Linked DNA regions of Sus scrofa: region 2 is linked to region 1. A link is a contact called in public HiChIP or PLAC-seq data. All regions are on one chromosome and are shown on one strand. Each heading gives the region's core, a stretch centred on a gene start, on an enhancer-like site or on the middle of the called end of the contact. The rest is flanking DNA. Distances are from core to core; before and after follow the strand shown. Region 1 holds the start of LOC733637 (myosin regulatory light chain 2 protein). Region 2 has its middle 37 kb from the start of LPIN2.

Region 1 (6,201 bases), core at 1,151-3,650:
ACAAGTCCCCAGAGAGGCTGATTTCCTCCTCTATGTTCCTTCTGTAAACCTTATCTAATTCTGCTGTAATGATCTGTTTCACGTTTGTTCCCTGACACTCCCTGTGCCTTTGGCACCCTTTCTACACCCTCCCCTGTCATCCCAGAGGTAGCAACTATTTTCTATTTCAAAAGCCATAAAAAGCACAGCACTCACCACAGTGCTTGGCAGTGTAGCTGCTGCTTAATACCTGTCAACTGAGTGGCAGACAGACGCAATGAGGAGAAAACTTAGCTGCCCCTTTCACCATATGGGACAGTTTTCTTTATGAAGGACAAAAGTGCAAGCCCCAGCGCCCCCTGGTGACAGGCCACCGCTCCGTGGAGGTGTGTGAGCACTGCAGGGTGCAGGATGCCAAGCCAGGCCCCAAGACCCATCATCTGCAGTCCCTGACCTGGGCATCTGGAATGTGTCACTGCCCCATCTTAGACTCTAAGCCATCTAGCTCTGAGTTCCCACCTTTGGTGATAAGAGTCGCTTAGGACCCCTGTTAAATTGACAGCTACCCAGAAGCTGCCCTAGATTTTTTTTTTTTTTTTAATTTTTGTCTTTTTAGGGCCACACTCGCGGTATACGGAGGTTCCCAGGCTAGGGGTCCAATCAGAGCTATAGCTGCTGGCCACAGACACAGCAACACCAAATCCTTAACCCACTGAGCGAGGGCAGAGATCAAACCCTCAACCTCATGGTTCCTAGTCAGATTCATAACCACTGAGCCATGACGGGAACTCCTGCTCTAGAAGATTCTGATTCAGCAGGTTCGAGATGGGAGTACCCAATATTTTGTATTTTTAGATAGTAGCCACCCCCTTCCAAAGGATTCTCACTATTAAAGCTGTTTAGTAAACTAATCATCTTTGTTTCAATTATTCTGGAGAATTAGGAGAGCTACTTATTTTTCAGTGACTTGGCCTCTAAGTGAACTTTGGAATATATTATTGGTTAAGAGACTGGTGTTCCCAAGGTTCAGCGGTTTAGAACCCAGCTAGTACTCATGAGGATGCAGGTTCATCCTGGCCCCCATTCAGTGGGTTAAGGGCCCTGCCTTGCCATGAGTTGTGGTGTAGCTCGGATGGCAGACGCATCTCGGATCTGGTGTGGCTGTGGCTGTGGTGTAGGCCAAGAGCTGCAGCTTCAATTTGACTCCTAGCCTGGGAACTTCCATCTGCTGCAGGTGCGGACCTAAAAAGACAAAAACAAAACAAAACAGAGGAAATGCTCCTGAGGTCTTTGAAGGTGTAGCTTAATCACATCCCGAGTGCATTACTCTGCAGCTTTTACCTTTCTTGTCAGCAGGGTGAGAGCGGCTTTCGAGGGGACCCCAAGCCTCAGAACTGCTCTGGCCTGGTGAGCCAGACCAGGCTCCCAAGCCCGGCTTTGGGGTGACCTGGAGTGTCATGGGCTCCAGCCCACTCCTTCGTCGCCGCACTTGCCAGACTGGACAGAGGAGGGCAGAATTGGGCGACGCAGTGTCTGAAGCTGTGTTGGGAAAGGAGAACTGAGAAACTATAGGCCAGACTTCTTACTCTTTTCACCAGGCACCCTGAGAGGCATGGGCGTGGTTAGGAAGCTCCACGCTGTGGGTCGCGGGTCTTCCCTCAGAGCCCGATGGAGACAGGTTCTCCCTGTTGTCGGGGACTCAAGAAGCTCCGGTGGGAAACAGAACCCCAAACTTTCTGAAGAGGGAATAAGTCTTCCGCCTGCCTTGGCCTGAGGAGATCCTTCTGGGGCAGAGATAGTGGCCGCTTCGCTGGGGGCCCCCGGGACTTCACAATGTTTGCTCCTGACGGAGGGGCGCGACCCTTTATAAAATAACATGGTACACAGAAATCAAATCTCTCGCCTAAAGGCCTCATCTTGAGGTACGCTAGCCGTGCTGGACCCTCAGGAGAACCAAAAACTCCCAGGTCAACCTGAGGCGAGCCCCAGGCGCAGGCGCAGGACTGCTCGGCGCCAGGGGCCGGGCACTCGGAGGCGGGGCGAAGGCCACTCACGTGAGCCGCGAAATATCTCCGCGATTTCCCTACAAGGACTTCGGCTGCCGAGCCCCGCCCCTAGCCGGGCTTTGGAATGTGCGGAGGGGCAAACCCACAGGAGAGACTCACCCATTTGCCAACAGAAAAGGGGGGAAAGAAAAGCTTACTTTGTAAAAGGGGGTATAAAAAAGACTAAAACTTAGTCATTAGTCCCAATGAACCATTTAACGTTTTTCTATGTGCTAGGCTGCCCAATTGATACTTTCTTGCAATGCAGTCGGTCAAAATTACGCCCTTGGAGCATACTGGCAACACCCCTGCCCCGTCGCCCTTCCGTTAACCCAGGCTCACAGTGTTAGCCCAGAATGGTGACTCGACTTCCTTCCGGTTCGCTAGGCGGAGGCCGGAAGTGTTGGATTGTAGCGGCTCTGGTATTGGAAGCGAGTTAGTAGCGGCAGCCGAGGCAGCGAGGGGGTACCCGAAGCAATCGGATTCTTGCGGCTGAGCAGGGTGAGTGGTGCTTGGGGCTCATTCTGGCCGCATACCCGTGGGGCGGCTGATGAGCAGCGGTGCTTCCGTGGTACCGGGAGCGCACCTGGGCAGATGTACCAGCCGCTTCGTGGGTTTCGAGCCCAAGGGCCAGCTCCAGTATCAAAAGCCGGGGGCCGGAAACGGCCCAGATGCCAATTTTGCCAGACTTGGAGGTCAGGAAATGTGGCTTAGCCTGCTGGCGCCGCGAGCTTGGGCGACAGCCGGCCTGGGAAACCCGAGCCCCGCGGATCTGACTCTGGGACTAAGTTTAGTTTCTAACGTAAACTTGCCGGATTCAAGAGTTTGCGCAAAAACTGTAGCCCATTGCCTCCCCCACCACCACTCCGGCGCACCTCCCCGCTGCAGCTGTTGTTGCAGCTGTGTGGCTACGTTTAGTTGGAATAACCACCTCAAATTAGCATCTTCCTCAGCTCAGTGTCCATTCTGTAATTAGAACTTTGTTTTAAGTGATATTTGGGCAAAGGGAGGTTTGGTGTTTAATTTGCGGCTTCAGAAAAATTCCATAATACACCACCACATTCCTTTTGGGTGGAGACTTGGGGTTATATCAGTTTCCCAAAGTGTTTCTTTTTATAGTAGTTGAATTGGTTTATCAAAGAGTATGTCAGTTCTTTACAGAACTTGGAGTAGAAATAAGCGTTCAGGTGAGATTTTAACTTCAGCGCACAAAGTTTTATATCTAAAGGTGAAGAAAGTGAGTATTTCTTAAAATTATTGCTGTTTGTTTCATGTTCTGGAAGGCATTCGATAAAACTTGACCAGAGAGCTTTTTATTTTCAAAAGTGAGGCTTTACTCTCAGTGAACCCCGACAAAGAATTGCCTTTGTCAAGTGCTGAGAACTTTTTGGGTGTGGCAGTCTAAGGGAACTGTTCCTACCTTTAACCGGAAGTTTGCAAAGGAATTGAAAACTTGGTTTAGTTGGAACGGAAGCACCACCCTGAAAATGTACTTTTAAAAAACTGTGGTTGGCACCAAAAAGTTATATATCTATTTAGCTTGGAAAAAGGTTTATTGTTTAAATGAGACAAATCAGTAGATTTGGTCTGGACTCGGAAAGCAGACACTGTGCTGTCGTACTAGGAGGTGTTTTCTGAAATGAGAGTTTTTCCTTAAAGAACATGTTTCCAGAATACTGGTCAATTTGAGTGTTCTGTAGTAGAAAAAGTCTTCAGCTCAGTTTACACTTATTACCACTATAAATGCTGGAATCTAGGATTCTAACTAGAGTAATATAGTGTAATGTTGATTAATTTGTAATGGGATTAATCCCATTTTACAAATGAAACCAGAGTATCTAGAAATTCTGAAAAAAATCTTCTGGTTGCCCTTGGTGTGAGGATCTTTATTTTCCATTTCTCCATCCCTTAAATCTAGTCTTAACACCCTAGTTTGTATACCTCCTTTTTGTCATAAGCCTGAATGATTATCTTGGTATTTGATCAAACTAAAAAAAAAAAGAAAAATCCAGAAATTCATTACCAGCAACACGCCCCTTCCCTGATTAAGGCAAGATTATATTCCATCACATCTGTAAACTGAACCTCCTTGACCATGAGATTGTGTTTCATTCACTTTCTCCGGCATCTGAAATCCTTATGTATTTCATAGAAGCTGCAAGTTTCATACAATATATAGCCCTTCATCCCAAAGTTCTTTCATTGTTCTTTCATTAAATGCTTAAGAAATACTCCAGTCTCCAATTTAGGATGAGTGAGGATCCTTGTAACTTGGAAGTCCCAAGTGCCTTTATGGCAAATCCTCCCGTCCTGCTTAAATTGATGTGTGAAATATCTTCAACTTTATTTTACCCTAACTTATGAGAGTTGTGAATTTGCTAAAGGCTTGTTACATGAAGAGAGTTTCAGTCTGACTTGTATGGGGAATGTAAAAATGGACAGCATACTAGAATCATAATTAGGAGAACAGTGACAGTATCTGTTGTAAGTGATCTGCTCCTTGGGATCATAGACAGCACTGCTCCTCATTTGGCTCCCTCTCCACCAGTGTTTATTCCACCCATGCTTTCAGTTTGGTGGAAAAATATCCACCCTGCCCATATTTTTGAATGATTGACTTCTGAAGTGAACTCCCTGTCAGGTTTCTGGCAGGAGATAAATTCATAGATCAGTGTCCACCCTCCTTGAAAAAGTCAGGGCCCATGTAGTGACTTGCCCAACATCACACTACCAGTTTTTGGTAGAATTACCTACCTTAATTTGTTAGAATTAAGACTAACATTTAAATCTTGTAATTCTAAAGAAATCTTGTAGCTTTTAGGGGTTTTCAGGGTCTCCTCACCCACCAAATCTTTTAGAAATAAAGACCTTTTCTGAACTCACAGTATTTGATAATTATGTACTACCATTGTGTTATTTATTTTTGTTATACATACTGTTAACTTGAGAGTAATACTTCTGGAATGAAAGCTGTGTGATGCATCTCATGAATCGAACCAATCATCTTATTTCTTTACAGTTACCTCCCTAAGTATATTTTAAGCTTCTTGAAGATAGGACACTTATCTTACATTTCTTAATTCTTAAGTAATAATCAATACTCATAACATTTGATGCATATGAGTGTAATTCTACTGATCGTATTAAAGACTGATGATTCAGTATTGAATGAGCTAAAGAAAAATTCTGTGAGACCCTTGTTGGTGCTGACCAAAAAAAAAAAAAACTTTATAACTTTAAGAAACTATCTTATAGGAGTTCTTGTGGCTCAGTGGAAACAAACCCAACTGTTACCCCTGAGAATGCAGGTTCGATCCCCAGCCTCAATCAGTGGGTTAAAGATCTGGCGTTGCTGTGAGCTGTAGTATAGATCATAGATGCGGCACGAATCCGGTATTTCTGTGGCTGTGGCATAGGCCGGCAGCTGCAGCTCCAGTTTGACCCCTGGCCTGGGAACTTCCATGTGCCACAAGTGGGGCCCTAAAAAGCAAAAAAAGCAAAAAAAAAAAAAAAAAGAGTATTTACAGATTTGAAGACTGCATGGTTAAAAGAAACGCTAATAGGAAATACATCAAAATTCAAAGGTGTTACTTTATAATCCGAACTAAGCATTTTAAAAACGTACCTAGAGGCCCCCCCACCAGATTTAGTATTATGAGGTTTTTAGATTAAAAATCAGTTGTGTCAACCATTTAACCTATAATTTTTATCAGTTTCTTTCTTAACTGACATTTGTACGTTATTAGGGTAAGACAATGTCAAACAAAAGACTATTTTTTTATTTTATTTTTTGTCTTTTTTTTTTTTTTTCTTTTAGGGCCGCACCCGTGGCATATGGAGGTTCCCAGGCTAGGGGTCTATTCGGAGTTGTTGCTGCCGGCCTATGCCAGAGCCACAGCCACCCCAGATCCAAGCTGCATCTTCAACCTGCACCACAGCTCACGGCAACACTGGATCCTTAACTTACTGAGCGAGGCCAGGGATCGAACCTGCAATGTCATGGTTCCTAGTCAGATTCGTTTCTGCTGCTCCAGGATGGGAACTCCCAAAAGACTATTTTTAAAGACGTTTCGTTTTGCAAAGATGTGGCACACGTAAAATATTAAAGAGATATGACACTTTGATAAATATGTGCCACTCCTTGGGTTTCAGCCTCTAACTCAAGTCCTGAAGTACA
Region 2 (6,480 bases), core at 2,087-4,586, 230 kb before region 1:
ATGCAAGACATTGGAAATAAACTGGAGGCAAAGATGGATAACTTACAGGAAACACTGATGAAAGAGATACAAGATATAAAACTTAAACAAGAGATGCAAAATACAGTAACCAAAATAAAAAATTCACCAGAAGCAGCTAACAGCAGAATACAGGAGGCAGAACAACAAATAAGTGAGGTGGAGGACAGATTAATGGAAATTATGGATGTGGAACAGAAAAAAGATTGAAAACAAATGAAGAGAGTCTCAGAGAACTCTGGGACAACATGAAACACACCAACATCCGTATTATAGGGGTGTCACAAGGAGAAGAGAGAGAGAAGGGGACAGAAAAAATATTCCAAGAGATAATAGCTGAAAACTTCCCTAACATGGGAAAGAAACCACTCACTCAAATCCAGGAAGCTCAACAAGTACGATACAAAATAAACCCAAGGAGGAATACACTGAGACACATATTAATCAAACTGACCAAAATTAAAGACAAAGAGAAAATCTTGAAAGCAGCTAGGGAAAAGAAACAAGTAACATACAAGGGTACCCCAATAAGGTTATCGGCATATTTTTCACCAGAAGCTCTGCAGGCGAGAAGGGAGTGGCATGATATGCTTCATGTGATGAAAGGAAAAACCTCCAATCAAGATTCCTTTACCCAGCAAGGCTCTCATTCAGATTTGAAGGAGAGAGCAAAACCTTCACAGATAAGCAAAAGTTGAGAGAATTCAGCAACACTAAACCAGCCTTACAACAAATACTAAAGGAACTTCTCTAGGCAGAAAAGACAGCAACAGGAAACAAAAATTCCACAAATGACAAGGCTCACCAGTAAAGGTATATATACAGTAAAGACATGAAATCATCCATGCACAATTATACCACCAAAATCAGAAATCATGAGAAGAGGTGGGTACAAATGCAGGACACTGGAAATGAACTTGCAATTAAGAGAACAACAACTTAAAACACTCTCACATACATATAGACTCTTATATCAAAACTTCAGAATAACTGCAAGCCAAAAATCTACAATTGATACACCAAATTGAAATCCAAAGGAATTAGTGAGGTCAAAGCTACAGCAACCACTTTGGGGGTCACCATGAGGATGCCAAGTGATGGTGCCAGACCCTCCAGGGAGCCACGAGGAAATCAAGAGTTACTGTGCCACAGATCTAGTTAAAGGTGACCCCTGCTGCATCAATTCTACCAACCTCATTTGTGGCCTCAATCTCCTGGCATTGACTCCCATAGGCAAAGAGCAGGGTCTTCCCTCACTACCAGCTACACAAGAAGGAAACAGGCACTTGTCCATCAGCTTACTTAACTCCTGGCCATAGGTGACAGAATTCCCCAGCTCCCAGAACAGTTTTTCACAGCTCTAAGCAGTTGCAGTTAACTCTCAGGAATGCAGCCCCCGTTTCTTGGAGGGAAGGCTTTTAGATCAGGCAGCACAAGCTCACCACTTTTTCCTGTCTCAGCTTAAAAGATGGGCCAGGGCACAGGAACGTGGACCCTTGTGCAGAGAGCCCAGCTCCAGGCACCCCAGATTGGCACTTGCAGAGGGTCCTGGGAAGATGGGAGGAGCTCCCTCCAACCCACGCCAGTTAAAACACAGCCTGAATTTCATGTCCTGCCTTACTTAGCTTGGCACCTACTAGGGCCCCAGCAGAAATTGGAGGAGGGGGACATCCCTTTCCAGGCTCTGGGAGGACATTCTGTGCTGGGCTGGGCCCTGGTTTTACATAGCTAAGCAAAACAAACGCCAGGTAAGGCTCCACCAGCGCCTGCTCACCAAGCTACATTGATATGAACAACAGCGAGGCTGTAAAGCCACATCTGCAATGTTGGAAAATAAACCATTTCATACGTCAATGTGTTTAAAAGCTGCAGCCACTGTGATGTGCCAAGCACTGCTCTGAGCTGGAATCGGGCAGTGAACTTGGCTGGTACCTGCCCCCAGCACTTAGAAGCCAACCCTCAGGAGGGAGGGAGGGAGACCACAAACAAAAATTACTGATGAAGGAAATTTAAGAGGGTAACGGAGGAAAGGCAGGAGGGGGCTACTTTAGGTTAAAAGATTGGGGAGCCCCAAACAAGAAAATATATGACGGAATTTTAAAAAACCAAAACTCCAGGATGTTCATGTGGCTCTGCTGGTCAGCCTAAGGGTTTACTTCTTCACGAGACTGTTTGCTCTTTAGGCATTCTGCCCACCTTCAAACTGTTTCAGAAAGAAAGCAACAGTACAAAATGAGGTGACTCAGACACTAAATAATAAAATATTCAGGAAACTAGTGGAAATTTTAGCAGTCTCACAGCCTGAACAAAAATCTCCAGTTGTAATCTAAAATTGCATCCTGAGAGTAGCTTTCTGATCTTCAGTGAAGACAGATGTGCCTAAAAGCATCTTGTAAAATGTTACAATAACTAGACATTCTGTGAACAGAGAGGGTGTTACACACTATTCCCTCTTGAAATTCACTCTTGAACTGTGCCCCCAAATGAAAAGTTGAGGTTTAAACCCTCAATACCTCAGAACATAACCTTATTTGGAAAAAGGATCTTTACAGAGGTAACTGAGCTAAAATGAGGTCATTAGGGTGGGCCCTAAACCAGTATGACCAGCTTCCTCATAAAAAGGGGAAACCTGGACCAAGACAGACACATGTGCAGGCACACAGAGTGCCATGTGAATGCAAGGTAGAGATCAAAGTGCTGCACCTACAAGCCAAGAAATGCTGAGACTGCCAGCTACCGGGGAGGCAGCCCTCAAAGAAGCAGCCTTGTCGACACCTGGATCTCAGACTTCCAGCCTCCAGAACCTTTGGTTTATTCCACCAGTTTGTGGTGTGTTGTTACCGCAGCCTTCACAAACGAACCCACCCACTAACACAAAAGAAATAAAAAAGGAATAACTAGCAGGTACAAAGAGAATGGCTAGAGACAATGAAAAAAGTCCAAGTTTTTGAAAGATGAAACATGGATGGAGGAAAAAAAAGAGGCCTAGAAAGTTACAAGTACTCCAAGCCCTCACTGGTGGAGATAACGCCAAAAACATCAACAACCAGGTGAAAATTTCCCAAAGACATGATTTTCCAAAATGAAAGTTCCCACTGGATGCCCAGCACAAAGAACAGAAGCATCCTCATGCTGTGCTGCAGCCACGGCGGCTGTGCCAGAAAGCCCTGTCATTTCTTTGGGGGCAAAGGGCAAGGCCACACCAAGCAGGGGGCACCTGGCTGCAGTGACTCTTCCCCAGGCCTCTGCCCCTGAGGCCTCACTGGCTTGAGATGTGCCCGACGCACAGATCTACAGACCCCCAGACACACCGACCCACCAGCCAAGCACGAGCAGGCAGGACAAGGCCAGGCTGCGGGTTCATGCCAAGGGAACCCGTGACTCCCTGACCCAGGCTGTCAGGTGACCAAAGCTGCAGGTAACAGACAATCACCTCATCCAGAGGTTGAGGGGCTTTAAGGAGAGAAAGTAAAAGTACTGAAAGCACCTGGGAGAAGGGAAGACGGAGAGGGACAGAAACAGGAATTTAAAAGCTTGCGGCTTCTCAAGAAAAGTGATTTCTCAAAAGTAACAATTCACAACACTAAGGGAAAAATTACTTCCTCTCTAGCATTCTACAGCCAGCCTACAACCAAGTAGGAGGCTAGAGCAGACATCCAGACCCCACAATCTCACAGAAGTGACCCTCTGTGAACCTGTCCTTGAAAAGTGCAGGACGTGCCCACCAAGATGAGGAAGCCGCTGGGAGGAGAGAAGCTGCGGAGAGGTCAGCGGGGTCGGGTGTGGGGGCTGGGGAGCCCTGTCGGAGGCCGGGGCCCAGGTGCCAGTCGGGGGCTGCACATGGGACTGGTACCAAGAAACACAGGCCAAAAGAACAATTAACTCCAGAGAAAACAAAGATCTGAATTGGCGAAGAATAAAATCTTCGTTCTGAACAATATTTAGTCACAAAAACATCAACACTGAACATTCTGAAAATAAATTAGGATACGATTCTACTGGGAGGCAAGGACACCTGTGTGAGATGAACCCTCATGGTGTGCCAGGAAATCCACAGGGAACACCTAAAATCCCAGCCCACACTCCCGCAGCGCAGGCCTGTGGACGTGGAACCAAGTCCCGCGAGAAACAGGCGCAAAGAGTTGAAAGGAGCTGCTTCTAGGGAGCAGTGATCAGCAGGGAGGAAGAGACGGTGTTTTTCACTATACACCTCATAGTACTCTTCGAATTTTTAAACTTTATAAAAAAAATACTTAAAAAATTTAATATGAAGAGAACTCTTATGTGATGCAGCCTTATAAAAAAGAATCCTATTCAGAGGAATGAAAACTACTAGAGAAAAAAAAAACAAACACCAAGCAAATATGAACAACTGTGGGATTTGTTTTGTTCTGCTTTTAATTAGGAAAAGCTCTTTTTCCTACTCTCAACCTTAGCACCTGTGATCCACTTAGGTATGTCTCATTAACAAGACCAAACAAACAAACTAGGAAATTTAAATACAGCGAAGTTCCCATTAAATTATCTAGTTAACTGACTTGGGGCAGGGAAATGTCCTAACACAAAAGCCCTTTTCCATTCTATGGCAAGAATACCAGCAAAAGATTTAGCCAGTATTTAAAAGGATATTCAGAACATTAAAAAAAAAAAAAAAATCAGCTCTCAAAACAATCAATACAGGGTATATTAGTATTTTTCAACTCCTAGGGAATAAAATTTCATGTAGTTTTATAATCTAAGGAAATTTTAATGAAATGATTAGAGCCTTGGAGAAAAATGTTAATTACTTAGAGACTTTATGAACTAGTCAGCAGCAGACTTTATTCTCCTAGTTAAGCATTCATCTGCACTATATACACTAGGTATAGAAGACAGCTCCGCTTTCTAGATACACGGATAAAGCTCTACCCACAGGCGGGGACGGTAAAATTCATATAGCCAGAGATAAAATAATGGCAAAAGTCACAAGACTTAAATCTGTAAACACATGTTGTGCATAAGACATACAAAATCGCTGATTTACAAAAGTCCATTTCCTATTTTGACATGATAAAGACAAAAGTTCTGGGTCAAGGAAGAAATTCTAAGCACAGGAAGCAGTCCTATTTTTGGGCAGAAACATCTTTCAACTAAACATCATACTTTCATGCTAAAGACGAGTGAGCAGAGAGGCTCTCTCCAAGATACTTCCTCTGACCCCCTTTCAATCCCTGCCTACTCCAGCTTTCTACACAAGCAGACTTACTTAACTCCCCTAAAAGCCTGTCAGATACACCTCAGGGCAAGGGGGATGTTCCACTCACCTTTTTTGCCCTTTGCCCTGTGCTTATAGACATTGACATCACTGGTTAGGTCTCCCGCCTGCCACCTGCCTCTGGTTCTCCGGGTGGCTTGTGGCTCTGGCTTAATACACAGAATTAGCCCATCAGAAGTACTGTTATCTCCATATTACAGTAAGCTAAATACCAGAAGCGTATTCAAGAACTTGAAAAATTCCTGAAGGTCTATGCGTCTATTTCTGTTTAATGAGATGTTCCCCTGTATTGAAGAGCTGATAAATGCCAAATCATTAATTTATTCACAGTAAGTAAAACTCCTTTAGAGAGAATCCTTCCACAGACATTGCTGGCAGGTGAGTCAAATGCTCTACTGAAGAAAGCACAAGTTCGCACCCATACTCAGACACCGGGCAGCGCCAACACTTTCAGTGGCATGTGGGTCAAGCTTCCTGTACGGAGTTCGATGGACCTCAGGCCAGTGCCAGGTGACCTGGGGGCCGGGTGCTCAAGTCTGGAAGAGGCTAAGGGCCAGGGAAGGCCCTGAAGATGGGATCATGCTGGATACTGACCCCGAGTCTCAAGAAGCCCAGCTGAGCTGGGTTCTCCCTCCAACCCTCAGCAGTAGCACCTTCCTCTCCGGCTCAGTTGAGAGCAGTATTCAGCCAGACCTGAGGGGCCACAGGTGAGACGCCCCGTCCCGACTCAGTCCAGCAATGCGCTCATAGCATGGAGAGCCAGGCAGGGGACATGGGCTTCACATCGTCCACCTTGTGCCATCGTGGCACCCAGCAGGGTAGCCAAGGCACTGCAATCTTCTCCCAGCGGATTGTGCACATATAAATGATTCAGAGAACCAAGGCTCCAACACGGCAAGTGCTGTCCTTCTATTAGCAGTTTATAGCTGCTGACAGTAAGTCCTCCAGTCCTACCTAATAAGGTTAAAACAAAACCCTAAAATGGATTCAGGCATGTCAAGCAGATGCAGGAGACCCTCACAGCCCTTGGGCAGCAACATGGCTACCACACAGCTGCGTGCCTTTGGCAAACCTCTTTCAGCCTCACCGCCTTCACCCAGAAAAAGGGATTATCTCCACCTTGCAGGGCAGTTGTGACTAGAGATAATTTATGTAAAGCACAACGGCTTGCCCCAAGAAGGTGTTCAATCATGTAACGGCAATAATAA

Evidence for each region. HiChIP or PLAC-seq counts read pairs in DNA pulled down with a chosen protein or histone mark.
Region 2: a contact with region 1 is called in an H3K27ac HiChIP or PLAC-seq map of alveolar macrophages. The contact joins the enhancer-like site here to the promoter of LOC733637 in region 1. A contact is called at or near these places in 1 of 5 promoter capture datasets (liver), 4 of 47 Hi-C or Micro-C datasets (epiblast stem cells, fetal skeletal muscle, liver and 1 more) and 2 of 2 datasets of contacts at active chromatin or transcription factors (alveolar macrophages and skeletal muscle).

The regions. Positions count from the first base shown.
Region 1 is chr6:103,420,989-103,427,189 of Sscrofa11.1, reverse strand. It overlaps LOC733637 (myosin regulatory light chain 2 protein), which reads left to right and starts at 2,400. Exons shown (of 4, transcript NM_001244251.2): 1 at 2,400-2,525.
Region 2 is chr6:103,647,132-103,653,611 of Sscrofa11.1, reverse strand. It overlaps a transcript of LPIN2 not described here. Among named protein-coding and RNA genes, the nearest start is that of LPIN2, 37 kb to the left of the region's middle. Within about 2 kb of position 3,336, at least 18 of the 83 cell types and tissues checked have an H3K27ac peak or open chromatin away from gene starts, as enhancers often do. A contact at or near this core is called in alveolar macrophages, liver and omental adipose tissue, where this site is marked.